2 separate regions of the Hordeum vulgare genome follow, and region 2 is linked to region 1. The links are chromatin contacts, called in public Hi-C maps. All regions are on one chromosome and are shown on one strand. The core of a region is the stretch at or near the end of the contact, and the rest is flanking DNA. Distances in the headings are between cores, read along the strand shown.

Region 1 (6,088 bases), core at 981-3,480:
CAGGCTAGATGAAATGAAACTAAAATAAAGCAACATAAAACTGAAGGAACTACTTCAAACTCATCACAATATAACTTATTTTTACAGAAAGTAGCATTTTCAATGGATAAGTGGAGTGGAGCACCTTAAATGAACAGTATAAAGATCATTAGAACAACCTTATTTCCATTAGGATGAAATTTTATTTATTGATAGTCTTGTGCATCCAAAATAGGTATTCATCCACACCCTCAAGGCCTCAAAATCGTTTTACTACTATCCCAAAGTATGGGCAAACACCATGTATAAAATCTAATATGCAGGTGCAGCACCAGCAGACTTAAGGGGTTGATGTCTCATTTGCTGGTGTCATACAATTGCCTAAAGCATGCAAAATTTGGGCAACGAAATTCATGCACGAAAAAAATGCTGGCAACAATAGAGTGAGTTCAATGTCATCAAGAACATAACAAGATAGAGGAAATGATGAGAGGTAGTTTGAATATACCTACCAGTAAACTGCGGTGCAACGGTACCAAGAGTGAGTTTTGAGAACGTGAGGGCAGCAAAGACAATTGGCCTATATTGTTCAAGAACAGGCTCAACGGAGGCTTTGATGAGTTCTGATGCTGCCTGCAACAACAGATGACCAGAGAAGAAGATGCTCAAGAAGAGGGTATTTACAAAAGAAGTAAAATAGAAAGAATTCTGGTGACGGTTTCAGGATACATGGGATGAGATGCATCATACGTCATTCACAAAGGGCCATATTTTGTTGAGCTCCTCATTAAGCCATTTTAACTGCAAAATTGCACGCATGAATACATTGATCATTCACCTATAGTGCGAAGGAGAGCTTAACTAGAGATTGCTAAATAAGTATACCTTTTGCTGCGTAGAGAAAACAACCCAGGATGGGTACAGGGTACCTGGAAGTAACTTGCGTGAATCTTCGACCGTCATTTTAGAGAAAGTAGCAACCGTGGCAGCCTGCACAAATAACCAGCGAAAATTCCTATTAATTCAGGTATGGCTGCAACCCGGAAATTCAGTCACAAAGTGAAGGTTCCCAGTTTAGGATGGACATGGAGATTGGAGCCTATCTCAGCTGGGTGGGAAAGTGGGTGGACAACCCACCACCTGGGTTCAAGTACCATGCACAAATCTGGGCGCCAATGCCTTCTCTATTAATACAACATGAAATTTCTTCAACAACAACAACAACAAAAAGGTGATATAGAAGTGAGCCCATGGACTAGAATTGGCCTGGCCTAAACAGTGAAAGGCAGTGGCCAGCACTAGAACTAGAAGAACCATATGGCATGATTAGGAGCACTTGCAACTGCGCTCATCCGTGGGCAATATTCGAGGGCCCCAAAATGACTACTACTGCCCTGCCTGCCCTACAAGCCAATGTAGTGTAGTGTGTGACCAATAAAAATGGTGCTACCATTGTAACAAGCTGCGAGCAGAGGTTGCAAGTTGCAACCAACACAATCCAAAAACCTGTGCCGACACCGACGCAGTTAAGCAAAGGCGACAGGGATGATGATGATGATGATGCCGAGAGCCGTCTACCTAACGCGAGGGCGAACAGTTGAACAGCCCCACCGGGGAAGGCAAGGACAGATTCGGGGCCCGCTTTCGGGTCGTACGCCACGCCGTGTTCCTCCAATCCCCGAGCGCCCGCAATCCCGTCTCCGCGTAACAGAGGCGCATCTAGAGGATTCGAGGTAGGGGGGAGGGGGGACGGGGGGCGCTTACCAGCTTCCGGCGGCGGGCGGCGCGGGCGTTCTCGCAGCGGGCGAAGGCGACGATGAGCGCGACGCCGGCGGCGACCCCCATCGCCAGGCCCAACCAGAACCCCATTCCGCCGCCTCTCTCCGACTCGAATCACCGCCGCGCTACGATATCCTCCTCCCCCTCCGCGGGCCAACGCGCATCTGGGGGCAGGCACGGGCGGCACGCGAGCGAAAGCGAGGCGCTGCAGCAGCAGCTGGCGGGGCCCTCCACGGGCCCGGTCGTCGACGCCGGCGCGGGGCGGGGAGTCCAAGTGGCGCCTGCTGCTTGGCTGGCGGCGGTGCCGACTGGGGAGAGGAGGAGTTTGAAAGACGACGGGGAAAAAAGAAAATGGAAATAGGCGGAGAAATGTGGAGACCGGGGAGCGGAAATCGGGAGAGGAGCGGAAAGCGATGCCGGTTTGGGGGTTTGGGATTGGGATTGGGATTAGGATGTGAGGGAGAGATCTCGGCGACCCGCCAGAAAACTGTTTTTTCTTCCGCTTTCTCGCCAGGATGGGATTCGGATGGCGTGAGCGAGCTGGGGTGGGGTTAGGGGTTTGCTCGCTGGCGGGTGGGGCCGCGGGGAGGCGGGCGGCGTTGATGGTGGGGCGGCGGTGGGTGTGGCTTGCTATTCTTGGGGGGCGACGGATCGGTTCGGGATTCCGTGGTTCGAAGTTTCTTGGGGATTGAAATGTTTTTGGGGAGGAGGATTGGGTTCTGCGTGCTCCGTGCACGTGCATCGCGGCCGAGCTGCGTCCGTGCTGACCCCGCCGGTTCGATGATCGTTGTGCGGGTCGGTTCGACCGGGAGGCTGTAGTCACCGGTGTGTGATTCAACACGGGGATTTCATTTTGCTGGCTTTGCTTCGTCAAGGGACGAGCGCCTGCCGCTCGACTGTGCAGTAAGAGCAACTCCAACCCCGCATTCCAAACGGATGCGTATTCTATTTGTTTTTTGTCCGTTTGAATCGGCATATTCGTCTCATTTTGTAAATGAGTCGGTCGTGCGTTCAACAGGATGGCCAAAATCTCGTTCCCACGGACGGACATCATTCATTTTTTAATCACATATTTTCCTTTATTTTAGATTTGAACAATATTATTACTTCATCAAATACATTTTATACTAATTCTTTGTTATGAATATAAGGCCAAAGAAACCAATAACTACAATTAAATATTTTAAAAGATGTCTAACTTTTATAACTTCTCGATCTATATCTTCAATTCTAAATAGAAGTGCACAAATCCCGCTCGCAGGATGCGCAAAATTTCGCCACCGTCGTCGCAGATCCACCACTAGGCCTCCCACACTGGTACGAAGGAGGCACCCTGCCGGTGAATTTGCTGCTGGAGAGCTAGGGTGGCCGGGGGGAAATGGGGTCGTTGGCCTAGGGTTTGTGTGCTTGCGGGCGGCGGGTGAGGAAAGGGCATAAGAAGGAGAGACTTTGACGCTAACTGGCGGGCAGGGGAAGGAGCACGCAGGCGAGGTGTGTGTCCACTCCGTGTCCACGACGACACAAATGACACTCAAGTTTGGGCCTAGAATGGGTCGTGGGCGGACGGAAAACGGGTGCACGTCCGTTTAGGTCGGTGCATTGGGCCGAATTTTCTGTCAGCAGCGACCCAAACGGACACGGACGAATGAAATGGGTCGCCTCATTAGAGCTGCTCTGAACCTGGGCATACCCCGGGCCGAGCTCGGGGCTATCCCAAGCCTGAGCCTAGCCCGGCCTGGCCATTACGACTAGCGAAAAAAGGGTGATGTAGGCCGTGCTATTGAGTGTTCCCAATGGAGTGCCTTTTTTGTAAATGGGATATACTAATATCGCGAAGATATCAATAGCCGACATGCCACATCGTTATGTGCCTTGTTGTGCGCGACGGGCCTGGTCTTTGATTCAGAAAGCCCTGGTGGCCATGATGCTCTCCTGACTATGGCGACGAAGGGGGATCTTCCCCTCTCTCTTAGGCGATTGTGGTGGTAAAGTTGGTGGTTGGAGGTGGGCACAGTTATGTTTTGTGCAGGGAGTTCAAAGGGCTTAATTGTATTTTTCTTTCTTTCTTGGGATTTTCTGCAATGTTTCATGGACAGTTGTCTTGTCCATCTATGTCTAATAATGTCACGTGGGTCGATTCATGTAATATCTCTTTGATTTGATAACATACAGGGTTATCATAAAAAGAAGATGTCCAAAGACATTCTGAATACACACAACCAAAAAAATACGGAAAAAAGATCCGCCATGGTGATTAATCACTAGCATCAGTAGCACTCTAACCATCACCAAAAACAATACCCGGATTACAAAAGAGATTCTCCACAAGCAACACCTTCAAAAAGGAAGCGATGCACGAGCGTTGTCATTGCCCGGTCAAAATCTTGGGTTTTCATCGTGAAGAAAGTCATAGTTCACCAAAAAATAACACCTTCAACAAACTCGTTGATATGTACAACCAATAAAGGCAAACCTTGGTTTTTCACCCTAGAAGCATCATCAAAAATACAATCCTTCAGTGTTGCTGTCCCTGCTTGCCGAGGCCATTGTTGGAAATCACCAAACACCTGGCACACACTCTTCATCACATCCAATACACCCTTTCACCAAAATTTCAAGACATCCAATCGTAGCCTCCATGACTTTCTCGAGCTCTATCAATGCCTTGAAAATCTTGACTTACACATGCCGTGTGACATCAATAAGAAATGGAAGCTTCGCGACGTGCCCTCTTGAGACCGTGCTGGCTAATAATATGAGCGTGCGCGACCAAAGCCGAAATGCTGAAGTAGGCAAGGCTCCTCATCAGTTTTGGATTTGTGGGGTGAAAAACTTTGTCATTGTTGTTCAGTTCGTCGTGATTTGTAGTGTTGTTTTCTTGATGGGATCGTATTAAAGTGTAGATGGTAAGCTTACAACATAAAGTACATCGTAAGCAGACATCGCCGAATGTATGCAACCAAATGCATCAACACACCGTAAGCAGGCAACCAAATGCGGGGCTAGAATTTGTTGCTATCATGTAAGCATACAAGACGCGGGCACCAAACAACATGCACAACATGGTTTTTAGCCTCCATCTGTTCAGCCAGGCCCAATTGAGTAACGGATGCAACAAAAAAACCCGGTGCAGATAGCCAAACACACCTTAAAATTCATTTTCATCAAGAAAACGTCATGGCGTGGATTTGTCTCGCGTGTTGCGAGATGACGCAGGCACTCTCCTCCATCGATCGGTAAATGAGTTGGCCCATCAACTGTTCAGCACATTTTTTTCTTTTATTACCATTTATATTTGTATTAATAAAATGGAAAAAATATCACAATATATTTAAAACACACTCATTGCACGTTAAAAAATGTTCATGCAGTGCTAAAAATATTTTTCACAACTTCAAAAAATGCTGATTGCATTCAAACAAATGTTTGTGGCATTTTAAAAATGTACACGTGTTTCAATACATGTTCATGATATATATATATATATATATATATATATATATATATATATATATATATATATATAAACAAGTTTATACTCCCTCCATAAGAAATATAAGAGCGTTCGGATCACTACTTTAATGATCTAAATGCTCTTATATTTCTTTATAGAGAGAGTATAATGTAAAAAAATGTTCACGTAACTCAAAAAAATGGTTAAATATCATTGAAAATATACTATATATTTATCTCATATCAGGCTTTTCAAACAAAAAACTTGTGATACTTTAACAAAAATCATTGTAAAAAATGTTTTGTATCATACAAAATTATATTTAAACGTGTATTTGGAAAATTCTTAACTATTATTGAGAACATTTTTAAAAAGTATTTGAAAAAATATTAATCAACTATTAAAAATGGTAAACTTATATAAAAATTGTTTAAGATGTATATGAAATATGTACAATGTGTATGAAAAATATTAGACATAAAAGAAAAGGTTAAAAGAGCAAAACAAAACGCTACTACTGTGACAACTAACTTCATTTTACCACTTTTATTATTTCCCAAGTTCGCGAAACCCATGGTATTATCCCTTTTATTATCTCTTTCTTTGGAACGGTTTGTTCGTTTTTTAGTTTTTCTTTCCTATTTTTTCTTGTTTATGTAAACGTGTTAAAATTTTCAATTTCGCAATTTGGTTTTAAAAATATTTTTCTAAAAAAATATCGATGAACATTTTTCAAATTCATTGAATTTCTTTTCAAATTCTTTTTTTCAAATATTGATAAACGTGTTTTCAAATTCGTTGAAATATCGACGAGTGTATGAGCATCTTTCATATTTTGTTTCTTATAAGAGAAGAGAATTTCGATCCATGAAGCTT
Region 2 (6,088 bases), core at 1,586-4,085, 38 kb after region 1:
ATTTTTAATTGTTTTCGCGAAAAAACACATTTTCTTTATGCGAAAAAACACGTTTTCTGTTTGTTTTTCGAAAGGCGCGGTTTTGCTTCCGCGAAAGGCACGGTTTTGCTTTCGCGAAAGGCACGGCCGTGCCTCTTGGAAAGAAAGAAAAATGCGTTTTTTTTTGAAGAGGCACGGTTTTGCCTTCGCGAGAGGCACGCTCGTGCCTCTCTTGAAAGGGGAAAAATGCGTTTTTTTGCGAGAGACACGGTTTTGCTTTCATAAAATGCACGGTTTTGCCTTCGCGAGAGGCACGCCCGTGCGTCTCCCGAAAAAGGGAAAAAACGCGTTTTTTGTTTTCTTTTTTTCGTGAGAGGCACGGTTTTTCTTCCACGAGAGGCACGGTTTTGCCTTCACGAGAGGTACGACCCGTGCCTCTCGAAAAGGGAAAAATCGCGTTTTTGTTTTTTCTATCTCGTGAGGCACGATTTTTTGTCCCAGTTTTTTCTTCTGATTTTTTCGTAAAAAAAAGTTCATCAAAACCTATCAACATGGGATCTAGTTTTAAAAATCTCGACGCGAGAAAGTCAACGGTGAAAATGGTTCGAGATTTGGATGCACAGTTTAGGAGAAAAAATATTTTAAAAATACGGATCTACGAAAAAAGAAAAAACTCCCAGGTTGCGACAAGTGACACGCATGCAATGCGCCACTTGTCGCAACTTGTAAAGGTGGGATTAATCGTTGAAAGGTGTATTCGCTAATTAGTGATTTCGTAGTCATCCCTACTTCGGTTGGTTTGTTGCTGGTTGAACAGTTAACCATTGACCTTTCATCGATTGGTCGTTGACTTGTTGACAAAAAATGTGATCTGGAAAAGTTGTGAGTTTGAAAAGAAAGTTCATAAATTTGAAAAGTGTACGCAAAATTAATATTTTTTATGAGTTTGACAAAATGTTCACCAATTTGAAAAAACTTGTGGAATCAAATAAAGTTTGCAGATTTAAAAAAATGTTCACGGGTTTGAAGAAAGGTTTGGGAATTTGGGAAAACATTGCAAGTTTCGTAAAATCATGGACTGAATAAAACATTGCGGATTCAAAAAAAGCTTACAGTGTTGAAAAAGTTTGTGGTTTTGTAAAATGTTTGCGCACTTAAAAACATTCATGAAATTTTAACATTTTCAAGATTATTTAAAAAATGTTCATTGATAATTTTTTACATGTTTTAAAATATTAAATAAAAAAGAAATAAAAACTTGAAGTTAAATTTAAAAATACGAAATAAATCCCGGCCAACAAAACATGTGAAAAAATAAGCAGAAAACACACACAAAACAGGATGGGAAGCTTCACAAAATCGGAGGTTTATATGGGCTGGCCCATCAAAAACGCGTTTGAGCCCTATCCATGAATAGTGTAGGAGAGAACGAATATATGGTTGGATGATTAGGGGACAGTGATATTGACAACCAGGAGAATTCAAGTCCTAGAGTTGACATTAGTAATCACATTTTTTTAGATTTATTGTAGATCTTTCGACTATGTGCATTCAATGGGAGGAGAGACGTTTCCATCAATTATGAAGGCGTCTATGCTAACTTCGTTAATCTCAAAATGATGTGCCGGCTCGGTTCCTTGAAATTGTTTATAAGGATAGGGTGTTGGTGCATGCATTTATGAGATGAATGTATGTATGTATATATGAGCGTCTACGTTTGTATCATGTTTAAAAAACATAATAACGTAAAAGAAGATAGAGGAGTCAAGAAGCATGTGTTTCATGAGGAAGAGAACAAAAAGCAGCTGAAGATGGGGGTTAACCGAAGAAAAGTGGGCTACTAGATATGAAGAGTAATTGCAGGGCATATATACCAATTTGAGGAGCTTATTTGACAGAAGAGTGCTCATCTAGGGCAACTTTCTATTATCTTTCCTTGGTTGAGTGGCATGTATGTGCCAATCAAGATAATTCATATTTGTTGGCGAATGGAATGCATCTCAGGTACACAAACTAGTAGGTATCAGAGGATTAATGTTGAACCCTCAAAGACAAATGATTGATTTAACTATTCAAAGCAATTTACACACCAGCACATGTTCCTCGATCTTTCCACTGGAGGCATGGTCATGAGTTTCATTAATTCATTTCATTCTTTGTTCTATTGTGGAATTGAACCACTAGCACTCGATCCTTTTGCAAAGATCATCCTCACTCGATCTTTTTTCGTACGTTTGTTTTGAATAAATGTTTTGTCTTTTGAACCACGCGTCCAAATCCCGAAACGTTTTCACTGATATATTTCTTGTGCCGAGATGTTTGAAACTAGATTTGATGGATGTTAATAGGTTTTGATGATTTTTTTCCCAAAAATACCTGTAAGAAAGAAAACCGAAGATGTTTTTTTCCTTTTTCCGAGAGACACACCTGTGCTTTTCGCGAAAATAAATCTGTTCCTTCACAGAAAGCAAAGGAAAAAACATATATACACTTTTTCCTTTTCAAGAGGCACAACCGTGTCCCCAAGGAAGCAAATTTGTGCCTCCATGATAAGATTATATTTTCTTCTCATGGAGGCAAAAAACATATTTTGTTTTTTCCGAAGGCATAACTATGCTTCTCATGGAAACAAATATGTACCTCCATGAAAAGCAAATCCGCGCTTCTCATATTTTTTTTTCCAAGATACACAGTTGTGTTTCTTGTAGAAGCAAATATGTGCCTTCACGAGAAGCAAATCTGCGACTCTTGTAGAGAGTTATATATGTGCTTTTCACGAAAACAATATGTGCTTCTTGTGGAAGCACCTAGTACGCGGCACGCGGCGGCGGCTGGACGCACCACTTAACGCGCTCTCAGCCCACCAAGCTGACTCTTGCAGGGCTCCTACAATGGATACCCCTTGACTAGTTGTTCTCACTTATAGCGGATTCGGAGATTCCATTCACGCTTTAGGGTCCGGTTTGCCATTGTAGCACCTATATGGGCTAGCCTATCTTGTGTTTCTTCGCTTACCAGGAAATTCGTTCACTCTTGTTACTTTCAAAAGAAAACCTGCTTATGATAAATTTGCTCTCATTAAGAAAAAGTCAACTACCAGTTTGTACATTTTTTAAAAGTTTGATTTTTCTTGAAAATAAAAATAAATAAAATGTTCATTTCTTTTCGAAAACTTCATGTTTCTTGAAATATTCATAGTTTAATAATTTTTCTTGAATTTTAAAATGTTCACAAATTTAAAAATGCTCATCATTTTATTTAAAATAGGAAACAATAAATGTAAAAAAGAAACACATAAAATAAAAAATCTCGCAAGATGCGTCTAGAAGCTTCCCAAACCGGGTGTAAGGGTGGCTACTACATGAGGCAATCTAGTTACCGAATCTTTATCTAATAATAAAGAGGCTATCGCTTCCGTCGGAAAACCCACCGAAGTGATTTTACAAAAAAAATCTTACTGTTTATGACATTAAACTCGTAGTATATATTAAATATATTTTTAAATACTCATATCTTTTAAACCGTAACTCCAAATTTAACATATTATACATGGAATTTGATTAGAAAAATATGTAGAATTTAAATATGATTATTTTATCTGTTAAACGTTTAATAAAAATACTATCTAGGGTGCAATCTTAATAAATAAGTCATTATTCGTCTTTCTTTCATACCGGTACTCATCGGGGTTGGGAATGAACACGTCAACAAAATCAGGATTAGAGATGAAACTGAAGGTCACTTGACTGATTCTTTGTACGTATTAAATCTACATGCAAGACGTATTAAAATAGAAGACCTGTGAAATTTTAAACTGCATTTTTGTAGGATAAGACCATCTTTATTTGTATGGTAACTATAAATTCTCAAATTATAGACATTTTTTATAAATTAAGAGCGTGTGCCGTGTGGTATTTCTTTCTCCCGTTGCAACGCATGGGTCCTTTTGCTAGTAATAATAAAGCAGGTATCGCTTCTGTCATCCATCGCATCCGTCGTTGGCAATTTAGCACAAAAGCCCCTCCGTTTTTGGGTATTCAACCCGCCGTCCAGATTTAAGTGATGAAGAAAAACGTTTCAGATTAAAAAGAAAAACACCCCCAGCTCACCTTATCCACCCCGTCCTCCACCGCGGGATCCTCTCTTCGGCGATGTCGAAGCACTACAGCAGCGTGGCCAACACCATGCCGATGGTCCGCAGCGCCACCGTCTCCCCGGGGCACCCCGTCCTCCATCGCGGGATCCTCTCTCCGGCGATGTCGAAGCACTGCAGCGGTTGGCCAGCACCATGCCGATGGTCCGGTCCCGATCTGAGGAGGAGGCCGGTCCGTCGACGGCGGCTCCGGCACCGACGAGTGTCGCGGCGGCGGTCAGAGGTGGAGGCGAGGCCGAGGGGCACGTGGGGCAGCCGGATCCATGGTGAGCCGGGCCGGATCAGGCGGCGGGCGCAGGCACCATGCGGCGGGGCGGCGAGGCTGGAGGCGGCGGCGCACGACAGCGGAGGCGCGCGGGGCGGCGAAGTGCGGCGGCGGCGGCACGCGCAGTGCAGGCGGCGGGGCGGCCACGCCCCCCAACGAGGTTTGATTCCGTTGGTTCTTCCCATGGTATTGTTATTGTTCATATCTGTTCGTCTTGCAGACATGGAACCATAGGCTCCAGCAGAACCCGTCGGTCTACAACGGTACCAAGTTTCAGGTATGCACGACCTCTTTGTGTATATGTATTATGGAAGCTATTTATCTCCTTTGGTGATACATGTATGCGCTTGATTTCGGCCAAAGATGGATGCACACTTGACCAGTGATGAGCAATTTGTGCTTGACGCCAATAGTGTTACTCCCATTTTATGTAATTTAGATTAGAAATCTGCTGTATGCCAAATTGGTACTGAGCACTGACAAAAGAGTTGTGCAATGTGGTGCAGCGTTTCATGTTGCCTACAATTTCTGGAACATGGATGCATTGGAGTTTGTTAAACATAGGAGTTCCCTATGTTCGATACTCCTTACCGCGATCTATTTCAGTAATTAATCTAAACTCCAATAAGATGGGATGATGTCCCTCAGCTGACTGTTTTGGAAAGGAAGTTGCATGTCATTCAGATGGCATAAATTTGGATCTTTACTTTTATTTTCCTTTCCCAATGCTCAACTGAGTTAGCCACATGTTTTATTTATGAACTTGCTTAGTGTTCCTTTTACATCTGAACTTGTGTGATTGCAATATATTTCTTTTTAGTGTTCCATTTACAGATAAAACATGCCATTAGGACTTCTACTATGCTATTTTTATCGGTCTTCCTTTATCCCCTTAATTGCATATCCATGTACTAGCATTCATACTCTTGGTCACCCTGAAAAATTTTCAGTATGGAGGGCATGCCTTCCACGGCAGTGATGAATCAAATCAGGAGTACTGTATCTTACTTCATTTGGGACTCACAGATTATATATTTGCTTGGTCTTTCTTATCCTATCCGTATAACTACCCTATAGTTCCCAGTATGTGATGTTTTCAGTGCAACACCTCTATCTAACATCAGTATTAACTTACAAACAACAGGACATTTGTTGGAACAAACCTCAGTCCACTGTGGAAAAAAAATTGTCCCCTCTGAAGGTAAAGGTTACCTAGAAGATAGAATCTTAGATGCCTTCGTCACATCTTGCTCTTGTAGATCGCCTTTTTGCATCTCTAACTTCAGAAAGATTTAGTTTACATAATCTCATGAATTTATATTTCTTTCATTGCTCAAGCTTATACAAATTTAAACGCATAACAAAGTTTGTCCCACCTTTATTATTACTGTACAAATTTGTTGATGTATCATTTGCTGGATATCACCACGCAGAGTAGACGAGAAGAAGAACATCCGGCAAACCGTTCAATATCACCACGCAAAGCAGAAGTAAGTTGACTGCTTGAAACCCCAGCCCATGCTTGCTCCTCTTTGTTAACCCAGCTATATAAATACTAGCTGCTGAAATACTTGAATTATGTTACCAATTTGCTGGATCGCTTTCTTTCTTCTCGATAACATGTTGTTTGATTTCTACTATGGTTCTTGTACAGTTGTACTGTGGAATTTTGCTCTTGATAAATTAAAAAG

What was found. A called contact is a pair of places that touch in the nucleus more often than the background predicts.
Region 2: a contact with region 1 is called in a Hi-C map of leaf, with 1.9 times the contacts expected there. The contact joins the enhancer-like site here to the promoter of LOC123428168 in region 1. A contact is called at or near these places in 3 of 6 Hi-C or Micro-C datasets (leaf and seedling).

Annotation. Positions count from the first base shown.
Region 1 is chr2H:637,094,248-637,100,335 of MorexV3_pseudomolecules_assembly, forward strand. LOC123428168 (synaptotagmin-5-like) reads right to left here and starts at 2,231. Exons shown (of 13, transcript XM_045112338.1): 1 at 1,744-2,231; 2 at 865-969; 3 at 730-780; 4 at 492-612. The coding sequence starts at 1,848.
Region 2 is chr2H:637,131,311-637,137,398 of MorexV3_pseudomolecules_assembly, forward strand. No RefSeq gene overlaps it. Among protein-coding and RNA genes, the nearest start is that of LOC123431057, 8.0 kb to the right of the region's middle. Within about 2 kb of position 2,836, at least 2 of the 3 cell types and tissues checked have open chromatin away from gene starts, as enhancers often do. A contact at or near this core is called in leaf, where this site is marked.